2 separate regions of the Gasterosteus aculeatus genome follow, and region 1 is linked to region 2. The links are chromatin contacts, called in public Hi-C maps. All regions are on one chromosome and are shown on one strand. Each heading gives the region's core, a stretch centred on a gene start, on an enhancer-like site or on the middle of the called end of the contact. The rest is flanking DNA. Distances are from core to core; before and after follow the strand shown. Region 1 holds the start of plxna2 (plexin A2). Region 2 overlaps plxna2 (plexin A2).

The links. Hi-C and Micro-C count contacts between places; a contact is called where the count stands out from the background.
Region 1: a contact with region 2 is called in a Hi-C map of liver, with 4 times the contacts expected there. The contact joins the promoter of plxna2 here to the enhancer-like site in region 2. A contact is called at or near these places in 5 of 6 Hi-C or Micro-C datasets (liver, skeletal muscle, tail fin and 1 more).

The regions. Positions count from the first base shown.
Region 1 is chr2:7,811,034-7,815,923 of fGasAcu3.hap1.1, reverse strand. It overlaps plxna2 (plexin A2), which reads left to right and starts at 2,389. Exons shown (of 32, transcript XM_040193259.2): 1 at 2,389-3,068.
Region 2 is chr2:7,722,563-7,727,909 of fGasAcu3.hap1.1, reverse strand. plxna2 (plexin A2) reads left to right here. Exons shown (of 32, transcript XM_040193259.2): 5 at 2,054-2,154. Among protein-coding and RNA genes, the nearest start is that of LOC144388432, 78 kb to the right of the region's middle. Within about 2 kb of position 2,034, at least 1 of the 9 cell types and tissues checked has open chromatin away from gene starts, as enhancers often do. A contact at or near this core is called in liver, where this site is marked.

The DNA of each region.
Region 1 (4,890 bases), core at 1,140-3,639, 88 kb before region 2:
GGGATAAAATCGCTGTGTACGATCTCTTTGATCGGCAAACGGTCAAACGACAGCCCTGCAGTCGCCCATCTCCCCACATTACCGCCGGGAGCCTTATTCCCATTACTGTTCACACCCTTCCGACTGGCTACTGTTTGATTTGCTCACCAAACTGATCTTCCTACAAATAAGCTTTGTGCTTTGCCGCGATCTACCCCTCTCCATCCCCTGTCACAAATGCTCTGCAGCAGTAACTCCCCCTCTTTGCACGCACCCAGCCGCCCACGTACGTTCAGAGATAAACAGTAGGTACTGCACATCGCACGGTCGTAATTCCAGCAGTTTAACCTTCTAACCCGCCGTAGGCTTTTAATCCCATTAGTTTCTTGCCTCCACAAAAACGATCTCTACAAAGTCAGATTCCAAATGTAAACACATAAAGTGGCCAATGGCTTTCTTATCTGAAAACACTAATGACCAATGATCTGTGCTTTTACTTCAGGTGCAGGGGGGGGGGCTCTGAGACTGAAAGTGACTCATTGAATTACCCTGGCCCATCTTGACACAGCGCAGGTAGCAGTCAGGTCTTCAATAGAGGTAAAGTGACAATAGGTACGTTATGAGCATAAACGCTGCATCTTTGCATGAAATCAAGCTGTTTAGAGGAGCAAAGACCCAGAGCTGAGCAGGAAACACACGCACGCAAGTATGAATATGCCTGCTCGATAGCCTCACACATGATACTTTTGCATGATTGAAAAAGAGATAAAATGTATACAATGTTCCGTTCCATATGATGATTCAAGGAAAGCTACACTTTGCATTCATCTTTTTTTACTAATGACTTTAAGAAGTCAAATAAAGCCACTCTACCGGCAGTCGTGACTGATCGTTGTACTGCAATAACCATCAGTTTTGTCTTCAGGAAGAGGCAGAACATCTTAGAGACAGTTCTGTGCAACCTGTTCTTTCAATATCAATTGAATTATACTCCGATCAAACAAATCACAGCTTGTACCAAACAGGGCTTCTCCAAACAGGGCTGTGAGTAATGGATTGGAAAAGACTGTGTTTGATTACCCCTGCTTGCCGGGGTTGAGTAAGAGCCATTTGGTTGGTAGTGCGGTGGACAGCCTCCAGATATTGACCCTGTCTTTAAGTGGGCGCTGTGCTTTTAGTGTACTTACGTTGGTTTTTCCAGATCTTTCTCCTCCTGGCAGTTTTGCAATACTTTTGATGGCAGACACTGGCTTCCTTTTCCCCACTCTGCATTATTGATGCATCAGGGAATGTGGATAGCCTACTTTTTTTTGTCATCATTTTCTAAACCAGTAAGGACAAAGATAACTATAATAGAAAACATGGGGATGTATATACTGTATATCCATCAACCAATCCACTATCCCTAACTTCTCATGCTTTTCAGGGTGAAAGGGCGTCTGGAGCCGAATCCCAGCTGACATTGGGCGAATGCACAGGGAGTCGTCGCAAGACTATCGGAAGGCTGACACAACTAATAAGGCTCACATTTACACCTACGGGCAATTTAGAGTCATGCTCTAACAGGGGTTAGAGGAAACCACGCAAGCATATATATATATATATATAGAAATAAAAAGGGGATGATAGGCAACTACCTATGTGTAGCATTTAATAGAATTTGATGTTTTCTGCTCTCAAAGACCAAGACAAAGAAGAAGCAGATGGAGGGAACGGTTGCTAAGGCAATTTAAAAGAACAACGTCAAGGCTTTGACCACTCAGTTTTTGGGGGGATTATTATCTCTGAAGTTTGCACAATCAATTCGAATGGTAAGTCATGTAATAAATAGGTATATGAGCTGAAGCGAATCAAAATGTGACAGATGATGATGGCCTGTAGCTCAGCATGTTCTCAGTTTGGTCTAAAGATGGCAGTATTCTAACAGGAACAGAGTTAGATGGGAGTGCAAGTATACTGAGGTGTTGCGCAGACGAACTCTGGAAGAACATTTTATTTTTCTATACACAACGCAATTGTCAGCTATATGTCAATATTCATGGTCTAAATCATAACGTCGTTTACAAATATTTCCAGAGGGAATGCATATGAAATGTGTGAATCATCCCACAGAGAATTATCAAAACTTTAAATTAGAATGAGTTCGTTAGATACTTAATGTAACTTTTTTGGTATCGAGTTTTTTTTTCTTCCTTTGGTTACATGTTCGGAACATTGCAAATGTTTTTTTATGTTGATGTGTTTTATTTAACCGAGTGCTCCAAACGATTTCCTTCCCGGTACAATCCTAAATGTTGTATTAGGATTGCATTTCAGAAATCCCCCTCGAAATCTTTTTTCTATAAAAAAAAATGTATCCATTATTCATCGTTTTTCTTTGGGCGGAAACAGTTAACGCCATAATGAGCCGGGGTGTGAGGGGGGCCGGGTTTAAACGCGCAGTGTGCCAGTGTGCAGGCAGGCAGGCAGCGTACACACACACACACACACACACACACGCGCGCGCACTGTACTGTATACTGATGGAGCCGCTAATCTCCGTCAGTACGGCGGAGCCCCGTGAGAAAGCAACGCTGTCGGTCTGAGCGCGCGCCTCGCCGCGAATTCTACCCCGCCGGACTCGGTCGCGAGCCCCGGACGCTCCGTTGCCGCCCCCCCCCGCCCGGAGGACGCTCAAACCCCCCTGAACTGAAGGAATGCGCCGCTTCACGGAAACGGCGTGAGTCGGGCGACACTAAGGAGGGTCGGTCAGCCCCGCCGCGAAGTTCACGCGCCGAATTTCCGGTCACTCGCGGCGATAAAAAAAAAAATGCTTCTTTTTAATAGACGCGCACTTGAATGAATGACGCCGCCTTCGCACGCTTAACGCGTCCCGAGAACAGATGTGTTAAAGGAATTTGGAAGGAGAAGTGAACGTGAGCTCGTTTAAAGCGTCATCCGAAAAGCGAGGTTTTGTAGCGTTTGTTCATTTAAAAAAAAAAAAAAAAAAATTGTTACAGTGGATGTGAGGTCCATCAGTAACGAGCCAGAGGACGAGCCGCCGCGCCGGAAGGAGCAGGACGACCGGGACATCCAGCTTAAATGAAGAGGTGAGTGACGGTCAATGCTCGTTAAGCCTCAAATAGGCTCTGCAATGTGTAAATATTGGTTCACCTCGCAAACTACAGCAACATAGCTGGGCAATTGTGTGCTTATTTCCGACACTGCAGACAGACATTTTTCGACATTTTCCTTTCTAGCCTGCGCGCGATTCCCTTTTTGAGGTCGCAGCCGGTTTTCAACATGTGTAAATATGCAGTGAATATATGAATATAATACATTAGACTTTGACTGTGTGGTGCTGATGATGTGACACCGTTCAATGGATCACGGTCATTACAGCTACAGTGGACACTGCTGGTGTTGAACTGGAATCTCTACTGCCATTTATGCTTTATTCTCATTTATTAGAGATTTGCTATAATCTGTTCTACAGAGAGGATCAGTTGCCAACAGCCATACTGACGAGCTGCTTTTTGGTTTGTGTTTGTGAAATCGTTTTTTGGACTATTTAATGCAGTTGGTTGACCAGTAGTATTTATTTTTAGGGTAACAACCATCACAATTTTGAATGATTTAAATTTAACTGACCTTGATTTTGGGGGCAAAACCTCAAAGATATTCCCCATAGTATCCACTTGATCAATATTCACGCAACCCTTCAGATTACACCTGGAACTGTATTTTAGAGGTGTTATAGTGGCTGTTGGTGGGCTGCAGATCTGGATCTGTGTCTGGGACTGCAACAAGTGAACCTGGAGTCCAATCACACTGCTATATTTGTCTGTTATTATACGCCTAAAAACAAATGTGCTGTGAATTAGTTTCAAACGGTCAGTGATAGTCTGTGAGTTCCCACCGTCTAAACAATTCGTGCTGGTTTGTTCTCTTCTTAAGTGATGCAAGCCCAAATTGCAACAACAACCAAACCTCAAACAATCTGATAAAATTGTCGCCAACTGGCATCAATTTAGGATCCCAGATTGGCGCTAGACCTCCTCCGTCCCAATTCAGCAGATGCACCTACAAATCTTCATTCTGTCGGGCTGCCAGCGCTCCGGCGGGCAGCCGTGACAATGACTCTAAAGAAAATAAATGTTGTCTTAAGTAGGAAATTGCCTTACATTTGCATGAAAATAACTTGCATCTGCCGCGGTTGTCGGGTAGCATATTAATCCCTCTGCTCGTGCAATCAAAACCCGTTCCTTCTTGGTGAGATCATGGTTTTGGTGCATGTGAAGCGTGACCCGCTCTCATCATTATTTTAATATCCATCTCAAAGTGAAACAGCAGTTTGACCCCAAAGCAGCCACCAGGGTGGAAATTGCTGCCTTTGGAAGAACAAACCAGCACTCAGCATTGGTTTGATTATCACATGGTGATTATATTCACCTAATTAACTCCAATCTAATGGGGGGGGGGACACATTCTCTGAGAGTGCGGTGATGCTGCTGCACAATCAGTCCCTCTGACCAATTGGCTGTTCTTATATGCAACATTTTACACAGCAGTTCACAGCTTCGTTAAAAAATGTCCAAAATTAACGGATGGTAACCTTTAAAATCCCTTTTAAAGACAACATTGTACAATAGCTGTTATCAAAGTTATTCTTGATAAGCTCAGTTCTTTTCAGAATGCAATGAATCACGGGCCATTCGCCTTCTTTCTTAAATCGAGAAGGATATAAGCAAAGATTTTCAGGGTGCAACTCAGTGAATCAATGGCAAAGTGAGGCCTTTGAAGGCACGCCGTCCGAGCGAGCCTCTGCAGAAGATCACACGTTCGTCCAATCAATATGTTACCCTCACCAAACTGGAAAGAAATTGCTTGAACTGGAAAAACCTAGGTCCAGCTTTTGTGGAGCAACGGTTG
Region 2 (5,347 bases), core at 785-3,284:
CCAGCAGGCCGACAGGTGGACGGTTATTGAGCAAAGACAAAACATTGGATAGATATGGGCTGGAGCGCATGTTGCTGCAGAGTGGATGTCGTTCTGTGAGCCAGCACTGAAGTTAGCGTGCCACCGGTTCCCTGGTAAAAAAGGGAAATTAGAATAATTGCAGAAAATAAGCTCTGAGGCGAACCAACGTTTTCTATACTTGCACGTTTTGTTCAATGAGATGTTTATCTTCACAAATGAGCAACACGTTTGGGATTTTTGTGTGTGAATACAATCCTAAAACGGTAAAAAAAAGGTCCATTTTAAAAACACGCTTAAAAACGCTTAAAAACTCAAGAAAGCGTGTTTACGAACATATTTCTCATTGTCGAAAAACATGTCAAAATATCTTAAGCTTATGCTAACTGGAGACCTCATGTTAGGCATTGAATCAAAAATGTATTTGAAAAACTTATTGGCTTTGAGACGAGGGAACAAAAAAGGCAAAAACACAACCTTACATGCAGGTTTTTGGACTCATTCCTGCAGCACTCTTTTCACAGCAAGTGACAGTTTTTCCAATGAAAGCTTTTCAGAGGCCATGCAATAATAAGCGCATGTTACAAATGTTGCTGTCAGCTGTTTGTTTGTTTTTAATAAGGATGCAATAAGGAAAAACCTCTGATGGACACCCAGCTGTTATCTATTCCTATAGCTGACAGTTAATTCCAGCCCGCGGTGCAACTAGCAATTAATATCCCCCAGTTGTGGGCGATTTGCATGGGGTTCGGGAAACACTTGAAACGTGTAATGAGCACCTTCGTTCACTCACCACATTTTGCGCAGAAGCATTGAGGTTTAGGCTGAACTGGGCGCCTTGTCAGAGTGTGCCGTCGTTATACAACAATGAGACTGCCAGGACTTAAAAAACTAATCTCTACCAGAGTCTTACTCCTCTGCTGCATCTGGTCATTATGCTGTGCAGGTTTCTTGATGCACGTACGACGGCGGCCGCCCCACGACGCCGGACACTTAAAGACACACACACACACACACTCAGCGACACAAACTGACCTCCAGATCGCACAGACCTCTACTCAAACAGACTGAGTGCCATGTGGCTGAGCAGAACCTTGTCTGGCAGACGGACAGACACACAGCTAGATTCACCCGCACACACACACACTCATTATATATAACTGACAGACGGATGAGTGCATGTTATGAAGCAGCTGAGAAAAGGCCCAGCCGGTGGATCACACAACAACTCAGCTAGTTGCCTCGCTGAGATGTGTGGTTTGATTTTTCGTGCTTCTCTACTCTGTTGTCTTCACATAATGTAAATGATCAACCCTGTATTTGTGTAATTGTAATGTCAACTGCACATGAGCGCATGGCTGTTTGTTCTTCATTCAAATGATGGCTGTTGGGCAGCCCTGTGTGGAGTAGCCTGCAGTGTGTTTACTTTGGGCTCTAACTGCTTATTCAAATACTTTGCTGTTGACCCTTCCAATATGTTTAGCTTTGAATTTTCTGCTCGGTTCATTTAAATAACCCTCAGTACAACATAACGAATTATTTTTCCGATTTTAAATGATTCTGCGTATCTATTTGTTTAATGAAATCGATCTTAACAAACGTTGCTTGTTCATTGCAACCTTCCCCTGAAAAATAACCCCGTCGTTCAATTTCAAATTGGAAAAAATCAGACTGGAGAAGGTATGTCCGTCACTACTCTTCCATAGGAAAGTGTTTTTGGACAGGCAAGACAAAAGCCTACTGATGGCAGAGCGACAGCTTTCTGTGGCCAACTGAACCCACCTGCTCACTTCTGTTTCTCTGGCTTGAGATAAAGGAAACAGTTGCCTGTGCAGTTGACGTCTCACGCATTGACACACTGAGGCACCCAAACATTAGAGGCGCATCCCCCCCCCCCATACATAATCCATCAACACGAAACACCATATATACACACACGCGCGCACACATACCCAGAGGCTTCTTTGTGTGTACATGTAGTGATGTTTGTTGCTCTGCCTGCACTCTGATCCTGATCCTTTCATGTGCTTTTTAGGTTACCCAAGTTCCCATCGAGTCATGTGAGCAGTACGGCACCTGTGGAGAGTGTTTGAGCTCCGGGGACCCGCACTGCGGCTGGTGTGTCCTGCATAACATGTGAGTACCCCTCAATCATCGTTTACACGTACTTTCCACAGATTTTGTTCAACATTTACCACAAATGAGAGCAATTTAAGCAATATTGACTTAAGAATAGGCATAGAAGCCATGAGTGACACCTGCTGGAAATAAAGGGTTACTGCAACGAGACTAACTTCTAGAAAGCCATAGGAAAACGTGCGTATCAATTATATTTTGGGTATGATACTAATCTGTGAATTGAACTGATCATAGTAAGACAATATAATGGAGAGGTTATATAAATGCAGACACAAGATAAATGCAGCTTACTGCTAAAGAAGTCTCCCATCTTCGCTTCCATCGCTCCCGCCTTTGTTTCCTCAGCACAAACATTCACTCTCATCGGTCTGGGCTTCTCCTTTGCAGTTGTGTGTTGAATTCCACACTTACATCCCTTGCTGAATGCAGCCACTCTCTCTAAAGGTATAGCTGAATATTTGTGTGTCAGAGCCCCGCCGCAATCATCATTATCGTGATGGCGGCCCCTGCAAAGTGCACTTAAAGTAATTTACATCACTCCAACGCTGGGACAGGCCAAATAATTGCCTAGTGACAAGGTAATTCAGCATGTTTCTGCCGAGGTGCTGGAGAGGGTGGCTAAAGCCTTATATTCTTTACCGTGTGCGTGCCTTCACAGAGGGATAATTTACCACAACATTAGCCTTTGTGCTTTACTGTTAATCACATGATTTTTCTGTCGGTGTGGTAGAAAGTGGAACCAAAATAATTCAGATCTGCTGCGGGTCAGGGGTGGTGATACGTTGTTTTTTTTAAGCTGCTGTGTGGCGAACGCTGCTGTGAAGAGGGAACAGCTGTTTATTGTGCAAAGGCCGCCAGGGAGTAGGTTGCGTGTGGGCTTGCGAGTAGATGTGTGCGCATGGATGTGCACGCACCTGGGTTCGATTTTTGAGATCGTACGCAGGCACTCGGCCCGACCGCCGTACTGTGCTGCGAGGGAGGAAAGGTCAGCGCCGCATTTCACGTCAGATCAGCCATCTGCTCTCTCAGCACAGTAGACCTTGGTGCCACCTGACTCTGGTCCTAATACCCCTTTATGTGTCTTGAGCCTGCAATGAGTGTGACGGGGCCCCTGTCAGCTGTGGCTGAGTTGCTGCAAAGGGGAAAAGATATTTAAATGAAGACGATGCAAATGCGTGAATAGGGCCTTAGAGTGCCTTATTGAGGTCAATCTGCTGTAGACAAAGCGTCCGTAAAATGACATACCTAATACATCATTTAAATATGATAATACGAGCTGTAGTGTCTGAGTTGTATGTAACTTCAATGTCCCTGGAGCCCAGATGGTGGGCTGGTGGTGGCCTCTGATTCACGTCACATCTCTATTATATCTATTTGGAACAAAATAATTTCAAGGTAGGCGTCGATCAGAAGGGACAAAGGCGTTCATTAAAAAAAAAAACATCTCATCGTGCCATCTTGAATGGGAAGCAGCAGTCAAATGAGGATGATGTATCAGAGTTGCAGGTAGTAATTTGTTATTTCAAGATACTTGATGGAAACGGTAAATTTTGTGTCTGGTAACTGCACATAATGACAAATTACAGTTAAAATGTGATAATACCTAATGAGTCTGAAGGGGTATTATGGGTTTAGCATATAGACTGTACCAATATACAACGAAACCAACAAAAGAAGAACATATCTGGGTGCGGATGTTTTATTTTATATGATTATTGTTGATGAGTTGATGAGAATTTTATGTCCAATGATTAATTGTGACGGTTTGTATTTGTTTTTAAACATTCATTCCCAGTCTTTTTTTTCTGTATTTTAAAGCACAGTATGAAATGGGCTATAAAATCACATTTGTATTACTAGCAGCCGTCGTATTAGTGCCTGATACTGCTGGAGAAAAGCAGCTGCGCCTTCCCGGTGAAGAGCCCCCACTCACACCAAATCCCTTGCCAGCCGCGGTGCCATGCACAGCTCTGACGCTGCCGCTTCCTTCTGCCCCTTTCTCCCTAAATCCATTGTTGATTTTATAAAATGACCTTTACCCCTCTCCCATGTTGCACCTCATTCAGCCAGTAGGTGTGAACACTCGTTTCGGCCCACTGCTAAATTGTCTCCCATTATGACATTCTTCCCTCTGGAAAAAGCTCTTCTACACTTCAGAGGTGGTTCTGCTTGCTACAGACATTGTGTCCCCCTCCATCTTTTCTTGAGTCTGGTCTAGTCTGGCTGTGTATGCTCGTTGAAGTACGAGCATTCTAAGGTGGCTAATCAGGAACATAGGAGGAAAACTAGCTTGATTTGAGAGAGAATGAGAGAATGCAGAGGAGGCGGTGAGCTGGTCAGGAGCAGCGTGTCTGTCTTCCCTGCTTTCTTCTTCCTCTGACTCAGTGGCGTGTGAGCCTCTAAAGTCCTTTAATTACCAGCAGCTGCTAGGCATCCACTGAATGCACGGAAAATTAATGGTGGGGTGCAGGGGGGGTGGGAATGAGAGAGGGTAGAGTGTTTGATGCTGCACACTCATCGGCCCACAAGCCCAAGCAGCGTTTTGATTGCAGCTCAAAGGGGCAATCATCTCCAGCGCCCTTCAGTCAAAGTTCTGTGAATGGGTAGTTCAGCCTCCGACTGACCGCCGTCCGGAAACGTGGGGCTGCGGCGACGCTTTCTCTCTGCTGCTCCCTCCCTCAGCCCGCTTCTCATCACTGTTCGATCACCTGTCTAATCATACCCAGAAGAGGATTCTCCGTCAGAAAATGTCGCACATGACTCCGTCCCACATCCCAGGAGAAGACGGGACGTTTTCTTTAGATCTGTCTGCGTTATTCTGGCCTTCTGCCTGGGGGGCTGAGATCTAATGCCAAGTTCAGCTTAACCACTATAGCTTGTTTCAATATTCTTCTTTTTATTATAAGAATTGCATCATGACCCAAGTAGTAAATGAAATAATATGTACAGTTTGTGTAAATCCAGGCTTGCTTGTGGATGACAGCTCCAGGCTATTGGTAGTAGGCCCCAGAAGAGAGTGAGTCAGCATTTAAAGGCTGCTCTGAGCAGAAAAACACATCGCTACTACACCGTGAAACTGTTTTGGGCTGTTCTGTCAATCTGCATGTAGCCGAACCGCTTCGATCCGTTTCTGCAATAACCCACAAAGCAGCAGCACGAACGGCACAGCTGTCCACTTGTCAGAAATCGG